Regions from separate parts of the Zea mays genome. Here region 2 is linked to region 1. Evidence: chromatin contacts called from public Hi-C data. All regions are on one chromosome and are shown on one strand. The core of a region is the stretch at or near the end of the contact, and the rest is flanking DNA. Distances in the headings are between cores, read along the strand shown. Region 1 holds the start of LOC542711 (sucrose phosphate synthase 1). Region 2 holds the start of LOC100281934 (ubiquitin-like protein SMT3).

Region 1 (4,878 bases), core at 1,532-4,031:
CTGCCAACAAAGTTCTCTAATCAATACATATATGGATTAATGGATTTTAATTATTTATGTTGAACAGCACTTACTACTTGGCATGGATAACAGAGATTTTTATACTTACCACCATCCTAGGCATGTAACGACCATGGCAGCTAACCCCGCGCCTCGCCCGTGCCCTCAGCACTTTCTCAAGCTTGACATCAAATCCATCGTACAATCCCCACTGCTCATCAATCTCCTGCCTTGTGCTCGTGATTACAAGCTCTGACGCATCCAGGGCCAGCTCCTCACCCTCGATACGCCTCATGATCTTGTATGTCGAATCGATCTCCTCCTTGGACATGCGCCCTTGCTTCAGCAGTTGTTCCAGCTTGTTCCTCCCAAGTGAGTGGCCAGTGAGCACCATTGGCACATTCAGCGCACCAGAAAGGAGAGCAGCAACATCTCCAGCATCGGCATAGTGCCCATGTATCACGTAAGGCAGTACTGGCCTCCCATTTCCAACCTGCTCTCCCAGAGCCTTGGACATGTTCAGGATATGCGCAAGGGCTCCATCGACAAACTCTTGGAGGTAAGGCCACAACGCTTCCTTCTTGAGGTATTTATCCCGCGGCCCACACGGTATGCGCACAATGTAGGCTCCGCCACTCTCACCCATCCCCTCTCCATCATTGGAACCGGCGCATAACATCTCGGTTGGCTCACCGTAGCTCCAGTCCACGTCAGGAGATGACACTTGACGAGTGAAGAGGTCCACCCTGTACACTCCAGGCATCATTGACATCGCTCTTGCAAGTTCGACCACATATTTCACCTGTGAGATTCAAAGATCAATCGCGCTCAACCATGAAAAACTTGACTCGGCATAAGGAACTTCTCCCAAGTAACTGACCAATGATGTTTACCTGGCCACCTGTATCAGAATCACGACCTAGTTCCATGTTTTCTCCACGAACAAGACCATGCACGCTGCAGTCAAAAAGGCAGTCAACAAAGAAACAGCTTGTGAAAATCCAGAAGTTTAACTGTAAATTATTTTTATAAGAAAAAAATACCAAAATTTCTACTCCTACGATGTGCAAAGTGCAAAGAAAACTAAGGCTAGAGGCTTTTTTTTAGAAACGACGGCAAAAGCTTTCCATGGATTTTATTAGACGATAGAATAAAAAAAACTATAGCCATAAAAAAGGCTAGAGACATTTCATTACGATATATATATATATATATATATGGTTTACCAATTTAGCACAACATAGAACAAAACAATGTGCAAGTGGGTAGACCTGATGAGCACAATGTAAAGCTTCTTCTCCTTATTGTCGTCAGACCAGACGGTAAGGTCAGAGAAGTTCCTCTGGAACTTCTTCTTGGTCGTCTCAACCGGCGCAAGCTCGCCGATGGTGTCTCCCTTCTCGCCTTCTGACAGATCCTCGGCCAGGTCCTCCGTCGCCTCACGACGCACCTGCTCCTGTTCCTTCCTTCTTGCCGAGATTCTCTGGATGCCCTCCAGCTCCAGCTGCTCATAACACAATTCAGAAAGCATCAGCAGAGGGCGAGAATCTCAGCGCGAATATGTGGAATTCTCTGTTGCCATGGACAAAACCGTAAATCCAGGCTGTGACCAGTTTATTTCAATTCAAAAAAAGGCGAGGAGAAAGCAAACTAAATCCGCGAGTATACCGTATCCGTCCTGACAGGTAGTACATGCTAGAACGACTGAATGAGATACCTTTATACGAACAACAGTGAAACACTGCAATCAACTAGTAAGCTTCTTTTTAGACGTGACATCCAGTTAAGCGTGCGGTTCTGAATTCAGAAAGCACCACAACCAACCATGCATGTCTGATCTACCATCATCGGGCATAAACATTAAAACATCAACCAGAAACAAGTTCATAAAGGGAACAATTAAAATATTTATAAGATATTCTACTCGCTGTGCAGTGTGCGCTTCATTAATCCGTCCAGCAAACAGAGAACACTTGAAAATCATCTAATTCAGAGACGAGCGAGAATGTAAAAATAAAAAAAACAGAACATGCAGCGAGAGAATTTAACCGAGAAAGAGGCGGGCGCGAAACCCTGACCTGCTTCTTCTTGCGCGCGAGGTGCCAGATCCGCCAGCACATGTTCTCGAGCCTGGTGCTGCGCTCGCGGGCGTTGCGGGTGGCGACGACCTTGATCCACGTCCGGTGGAGGTCGCTCTCGTCGACGCCCTTGACCACCTCCTCGACGAAGTAGTGAGAGGGGTTGAAGTTCATGTGCGCGCCGCGGGGGCTCGCCGCCTTCGTCGGCGACCTGGGGTCCCCGCCGCCGCCGCCGCCGCCGGCACCCCGCGACGAGGTGTGGCTGTCGAGGATCGCCTCCAGGTACCCATTGATCCACTCGTTCCCGGCCATCGGATCCTCCCCCCGACCTCCTCCTCTCCCGCGCGCCCGGCCGGAACTCTACCGTAGATCGCTCGCTGCGGGAGCACTAGCCCAGGCGCCCACGCTTCTCCCACCCGCTTCGCTTTTCGCCTCGCGCGTGAGTCCTTCCTGGCCGTTGCTCTGTTTCCTGCTTTGGCGCGGCAGCGAGAAAGCGCGCCCGTGTCCCGGCGCGCGTGGCCACTGGCGACTCAAGTCGAGAGTCGAGACTCGAGAACGAGGCTGCGAGTGTTAACTGGAACCGATCGAGAGAGGACGGGGGATCCAGGCAGGGGAAAAGGCGCGCGCGCACGCATGCACCACGCGTCACCGCGGCATCGGAGCAGGGAGGCGGAGAGAGAATTTGAGAAAGAAGGGAGGTTCGTGCCGTGCATGCAGTTGCAGCGGCGGCCGCGGTTATAGGGGGGCTTCCGTTGCCACGGACGGAGAAGGGAGGAGGCGCGCGGGCGGGTGAGAGCAACTCCAGTAGTTCTCTAAAAACTTTCTAAATCAATAATTTAGGTAGTTAACATGAAAACTATTTTCCAACAGTTCTCTAAATGAACTTTCTAAATTTAACAACTTGTTATCTAACCTCATTTTCTCTCTACATTTGGCAACCATTTAACAACTCCCTAAACAAAAATGTTGACTGCATTATATAGTTTTTGTGACTTATTTTTTATGTGGATAGATACAAAACAAAATTACAACCTATATTTAGAGAACTATTGGAGAACTCATATTTTTTTACTCCAAAAGTCATTTAGCAATTTCTTAAATATGTGATTTAGAGAGCTAAAATTTACATAACTATTGGAGTTGCTCTGAGAAAGCCGCGGCACTGGCGAAACGTGGCTAGGCCGTGGCCCCACCCCAGCTCGTTGCGCGTCCGTTGGATTTCGCTTCACCGTCCGTTAGTTAGGATTCGCATTCGCAGGCGGTTACGGATCGTGCCGTGCGTGCGCTCGAGGGTGGTGATGCTTACGTATGTGGACGCCCTGCGTCACCCGCACGAATCGAATCCTTTCTGCAGCCACCCATGTCCCATGCATGCAGCAGGCGCGCCCGGCTGGCCGCCGGTCGAACGCATGTCCTGCCGGCAGCGACGCCGACGCGATCGATACCCTGTTGCACGGCGTAGTATATCCACCCACCGGACCATGGGTGTTGCGCGTACTCCGTAGCCGTAGGAATAGTATGTAGTAGTAGGATATACAGGGGGGGACGTACGGAAAATGACGATCGCTACGTGGGATTTGGTGCGGACGACACGGCGCGTTTGGCCCGTTGTTGGCGGGGACAAACCGCTCGCCGTCACCGCGAGCCCTCTTGCGCCGGCGCGTCGCGCTCGGCCCTCGTCTCCGATCGAGCGCGTACCGATCGGGCACTCAATGCACTGCGCTAGCTGCCGCCGGACCGGAATATTTCACCGCACATATATATATTCCGCTAGGATCTCTCATCCGATCCTCACACTCACACACCAAACATTGGCATCCATTTATCTGTACCAATTTATATATTCTGCATGCAACAGTAGTCTCTTGTTAATTTTCATCGGTTAAATGCTTTTTTTTATAATGGAAACAAGAGTTCCGGCTTTTCGCATCAGATGCGTACAGCCATTACATATCAAATATTGACTTAATGAACAGTTCTTTAAAAAATAAAACTAACTCGACGAAACCAAATAACATGGCTATGAAAAACACTAGGCACACTCAAGTCTTGCATTTGATCGTCATCCATGAAACGCAAAGATTTCCATCGCCACCATTTCTAGAGCTTGACACACATCGATAATTTGTTGATGTACATCCTACTTTTGTAGGAGTCTCCAGAACCTGAACCAGTGGGTACCTCTGAAGATGACCTGTACAATTGATGGTATTGGTTTTTTATTAAATGCCACCTCATCGGTTAAATGCACACCCCCGTGCTAAAACATGTGCAACACATATCATAGGTGAGTACATTTTACATAAAAACTGTATGGTTGGACAGGTTAGCATGAGTATCTAGTGAATAGTGATCCAACGTAAATTTTGCCAAAAAAGACATACCACTGCCAGTGTGCGTTGGATGCAAATCGGATGTCATTAAATGTCGGATGCCTTTAAATGTCTGGATGTATGGTTGGACAAGTTAGTTAGCATGAATACACATGATATGTTCACTTATAAAAATTATATTGTTTATGAAATTAAGTAATTGTCATTGATAATATATATTTTTGTCGATACTTGGGTCTACCAGATTAAATGACAAAAACTATCTGATTTTTGCCGACAAACGAATTAGTCCATCTAGTTTTCGTCGGCTATGCTCCGCCCAGGGAAATTAGTTGCTCTGATTTTCGTGGTCCAGTCATACATATCCAATCCTCATCACATAAATTCACAAATACATGTATTTATCCACATCCCATACACACACATATTCAACTATATCCCATACACATACATATCCAACCAAATTA
Region 2 (4,878 bases), core at 916-3,415, 160 kb before region 1:
AGTGTTTTCCTCTCTCCAATATGAAGACCTAGAGACCTCCTTTTATAGCCTCAAGGAGGGATCCTAGGAGTGCCACGATTTGTCGTATATGGAGAGTAGGCGAGTCTGAGCCACCGTAGCCGGTATGGCCAACGGAATGGCCTTTCTGTTGACTTGAACCAGGAGGAGGACATTCGGTCCCTGTGTTTGCATCTTGACCGAGCAAAGTGCCGAGGCCAGGATCTAGGGCTCGGACGCGTACCCGAGTCTGTCTGATGGAGGTGTTGTCCGAGTCGTAGTTGAGAAAAATGTGATAAGTATGGTGAAAAGTGCATGGTAATTCTTCCTGTATGGCGTAAAGCAGACTTGACGTCGGTCCTGTAGCAAACCCGTTGTCAGCATCCTTCACAGAAGAGTTGGTGGCGTCCTTTTGTCGATGTTATCTAAGACCGAGGCCAGGCTCAGGCGAGACGGAGGTTCCTCCCGAGGCCTTGGTCGAGCCTGTCTCGTGGCATGCATTCGTACAGCGAGGGGTTAGCCTATATCAGTTTGCACACGGCCCCTAGAACCCTATCAAACATGTCAATGTCTGACAAGCATTTTAAGAGGATTGTCAAGCGCCGTACTCAAATACACCAACCAATTAGTATTAGTGAGAATTCTCTTTTAAATCCGATTATAATAAGTCATAACGTGTAGTGCCTTCAAAAGAAGTTGCTTACCAAACTCAGAATAAAGTGCTTTGTCAAGCAACTTTAACGATTCTTTCAGTAATTAATACTAGAAAAGCTACTAACAATTATGAGCAATCTGAGCTCCTGGCACAAAAGAATAAAATCAGACACGACAAAAATTACTAGCCTATATCAGTTTCATGCACATGAGATATCCTCCAACAAAAAAATAACAGTATAAACAAAAATGATGATCCTTCAAATTTATAGGATATAAACCTCTATTCATTAGACCCACGGTAGAACAGAATTATGGGTAAACCTCTATATTCATTAGACCTATAGTAGAACAGAATTATGGGCAAACCTCTATTCAGAATCACGTGGGACAAAAAAAGGGATTCCAGAGAACAAAGCAAACGAAAAACATTCAAGCACGATGCTTCAACAGTTACAGTGTCAGACATTTAACTAATATTAAGGCCCCCTTTGGAAGGAATATGAAAACATAGAAATAGAAAAACATAGGATTAGAGTTGGCTATGAATTGCAATCCTATAGGAATTGAGAACGCAGAAAAATTTCTCACTTTGCCTTTGGATGCTATGCAGAAATTTGAGTAGAGAGATAAAAGCCATAGGAAAGTTGGGATTAAATCCTGTGTTCCAAAGGGTCATGTAGGAAAATATCCTATAGAGAATGAATCCTAAAAAAATCCTTCATATTTCCTTTGTTCCAAATGGCCCTAAAGTTAATTTTCCACAATTTGATAAATTACATGCGAGGGGCAAGGCATATCAGTATCCAACTTGTGATATTAACAAACATCCAGAGAAATAAAACATGTTGAAAATTCTGGCATTGAACCCAGTTCAGATTTGTGTGATCAACAATCCTGTTACCAAACATCTAGAGAAATAAAGGATGAACATTCGACCATTTAAACTAGTAAAGACTGTAAGGTCAACAATCGATGCCCTCTTCAGAAAATCCGTACTGCAGTCTGCAAGGGCTACCTATAGCACACACCAGGCGCAATCGACAAAACATTCGCTCGCAAAGAACCATCTATCAGCACCGACACATCGCTACCTACCAATCCCAATTCGACAGCAACCTAGCAATCCGAGAATCAACACCGCAACGACGATCGATCGCTACGAGGTGCGGGTTTAACAGCGCTAATCTACCTCGCTACGGGGAAGATGGTGAGGAAGGGGGGCCACCGGCGAGTTGACAAGAAAGAAGAAAATGAGGAAGAGAGGAACCGCCGGCGTGCTGACCTGTCCCTTGACCTTAAGGTTGATGTGGGCGCCGCCCTCCGCGGGCTTCTTATCCTCCTCGCCGGCTCCAGACATCGGTAGAGGTCAGTTTCCGGGCGATCGATCGATGGCGGCGGTTGCCGGCGCTGTGCTGCGGTGGGGTTGACATGCGCCGGCGGACTCGACGCCTCTTATAGGACGGCTGCCCATATGCGAATTTGATACGAGTTCGCGTCCGGATCGTCACTGCGCGGGCGTCCTGTGGTCCGCGTGAACTGGCGCCTCGGGTTAGTGGCCAGTCAGCCAGTGGGCACCTGCCTCCCGGGTACGGCGCGTGCGCGGCTGTTCGGGGATCGGGTGCGACAGCGCTTCATGGGCCGCTGCGTGAGTTACACGCAAACCAAGTCTGTGTAGCCTGTGGGCCATACCACACCACGCTCACATCCCCGTCTTCTTCTTCGTTTACATGTTTTTTTTGCTTTTTTAGAAAGTTTTTTTTATAAGTATGAGCTTTTCAGTTTGAATTGAGAAAATAGACATTTAGTTAGGGGTGGAATCCGATCAAATACGCACGGAACAAATTCGAATGTCACAGTTTACCATTATTTTAGTCCGAATTCGGATACGAATTTGAATATCTTCGGATACAAACACAAAACGGATAGTCGAATCTGAATTCTTATTCGGATATTTACTCAATTCAACTCAAACAGCATACCCTAAAATTTAACATATGTATATGTGGATTTTTATTTAATCACAAGTCAATAGATAGTCAAAACAAATTTAAATTAAAATAGATTTCTCATGATCCTCCATATCCAAGTCAACAAAACTATATAAATAATATTTTTAAACTATCGAATTATGTAACAAAAGGTAAACAACAACATGTGATATTTAATAAGTGACATTTGTACAAATACAACTAAACTAAAATTTATATCAAATGTGTGTACCAAAATTTAAATGGAAACATAAAGAATTTAATCTATATATTGTAAAGTGGAGTGTTATAGTTGAATGTTTATGGAATTTCGTTGAGATGTGTTCTCTAAGATAAAGTGGAGAGTTATAATTTAATATTTATGAAACTATTGAATTTTATTATTGAATATCACTAGAAATATAAGCTTGATATATTTAGTTATTTATCATATAAATATTTTTAATATTTTAAATGATATATATATATATATCATTTTCTAGTATATTATTAAACTTAAAATAATTTGTAATTGGTGATAAACTTAAATTTTAAATGGTTTCATGGAACATATTTTTTCACGGATACAGATAATATCAGATGTTTTATGATTTTTCGAATACGAATATGGAATCGGATAGAGAAAAGTACTAAACGAATTTGGATACATCCATTTGACATCCATATTGAAATCGAAGTTGGATACGGATATCCATATTAGCAGTTTTTAGCGAATACGAATACTAATAATTCGAATTTCCAGACATCCATTTCCAACCCTACCTTTCGTAACTGTGCGTTTCAGTTTGGTTGTTGTTGGAGACTTGTTCTCAAATGCTATGAGTTAAGAACAAGGCAATACAAAATGTTAAAGGTTAAAGCCCTTCGTCCTTCGAAGCATTATTCCCCTCAGGATATAATGATCTTCAGACGAAAGTCATGAAGGACATACCTTCATGATCACAATATACATTAATAAAAGAAGAAGTATGTACAACACAGAAAACAATATGAATAATTATGAAACATTATTAACTCATCTTTTATTCTATTATCATGAATAAACAGCAGTAATATAGAATTATATTTGTATCTTCGGCTTAACAGAAGGAGATAGTACAAGCGTAGTGCACATGCGAGTACAAATCAGCGTGAACAGTACGGGGTATTGTTCATCTATTTATAGGCACAAGGCACAGCCTGTGAAAAATTACATTCATGCCCTTTATATTTACTATTGACTTATAGACAAATCTATGAGGACTAGATAACCTTTTTCCCTTTAAGCCGGTTCCTTTTTCCGCTATTTAGCCGAAGCTTCCTTGCGCGTAGCTTCGGAGCAACTCCAGCCTTCGTCACGATCATGCTTTTTACATCGTATATGCTTTTAACCCGAGTTCGAAGGTACATGTTCATATGTCACACTTGGAAGACATTATTAAATCACGTTTTTGAGGACTTTCGGAGGACGAAGGCCCCCAACAGTAGCCCCTCGCAGTATTAATTTGTTTAAGATAACGAATTCAGACTGCGACATGGACGAAGGCCTTAAGCCAAAGGTCCGAAAAAACACCTTCCCTTTGCTAGAATAGCAACAATCAATGACGAACGCCCCCCCCCCCCCCCAATTTAGAGCGTACTGAGCGTATAAATAAGAACTCACACCAGCTACATTTGATACGCTGCCTGTGCCATTTGCTTTATTTTCTCAATTTCATAGCTCTTGCTTATTAACGCTTGCTAGTTTTTCAAGCTCTCTAAGCTTCGGTTAAAAAGACGTATTTTCGTCATTTCTGAAGAAGAAATGTCTCAAAACAAGAAAGTTGCTACTGAGACGAAGCTGACTGAAGAGGAGAAGCTTTTTGATGAGAAGAAAGTTGTGAATCCTTATATTGCTGGATTTATTGAGTCAATGGCAAAAACAAATACAGAGAAGATTACTAAGGAGATACTGGAGGGCTTGTCTAAAGATTCTGGTGACAGCGATAACTATGATGTAGAAAGTGGGGACGAAGATTCTGAGGATTGGCCCTGGAAGCCAAGTCATTCAATCTTCGGAAAATCAACCATCAAACAAAGTCATCTTGAGAACATGAGAGGAAGGTATTTCTGAGATATGTCTATTGTGAGAGCTGGCGGAGACAACAACATCCCTACCCCTGAAGGAAATGAAGTTGTGATCTACTGAAGCTTCTTCAAGGCTGGACTTCGAGTAAGTTTGTAGTCGAAGTGCTGAAGACGTCCCAAATCTTTCTTC

The links. A called contact is a pair of places that touch in the nucleus more often than the background predicts.
Region 2: a contact with region 1 is called in a Hi-C map of tassel, with 2.6 times the contacts expected there. The contact joins the promoter of LOC100281934 here to the promoter of LOC542711 in region 1. A contact is called at or near these places in 3 of 25 Hi-C or Micro-C datasets (bundle sheath, endosperm and tassel).

The regions. Positions count from the first base shown.
Region 1 is chr8:168,233,304-168,238,181 of Zm-B73-REFERENCE-NAM-5.0, reverse strand. LOC542711 (sucrose phosphate synthase 1) reads right to left here and starts at 2,781. Exons shown (of 12, transcript NM_001112224.2): 1 at 2,079-2,781; 2 at 1,272-1,504; 3 at 894-957; 4 at 110-802. The coding sequence starts at 2,390.
Region 2 is chr8:168,392,234-168,397,111 of Zm-B73-REFERENCE-NAM-5.0, reverse strand. LOC100281934 (ubiquitin-like protein SMT3) reads right to left here and starts at 2,165. Exons shown (of 3, transcript NM_001154853.2): 1 at 1,937-2,165. The coding sequence starts at 2,011.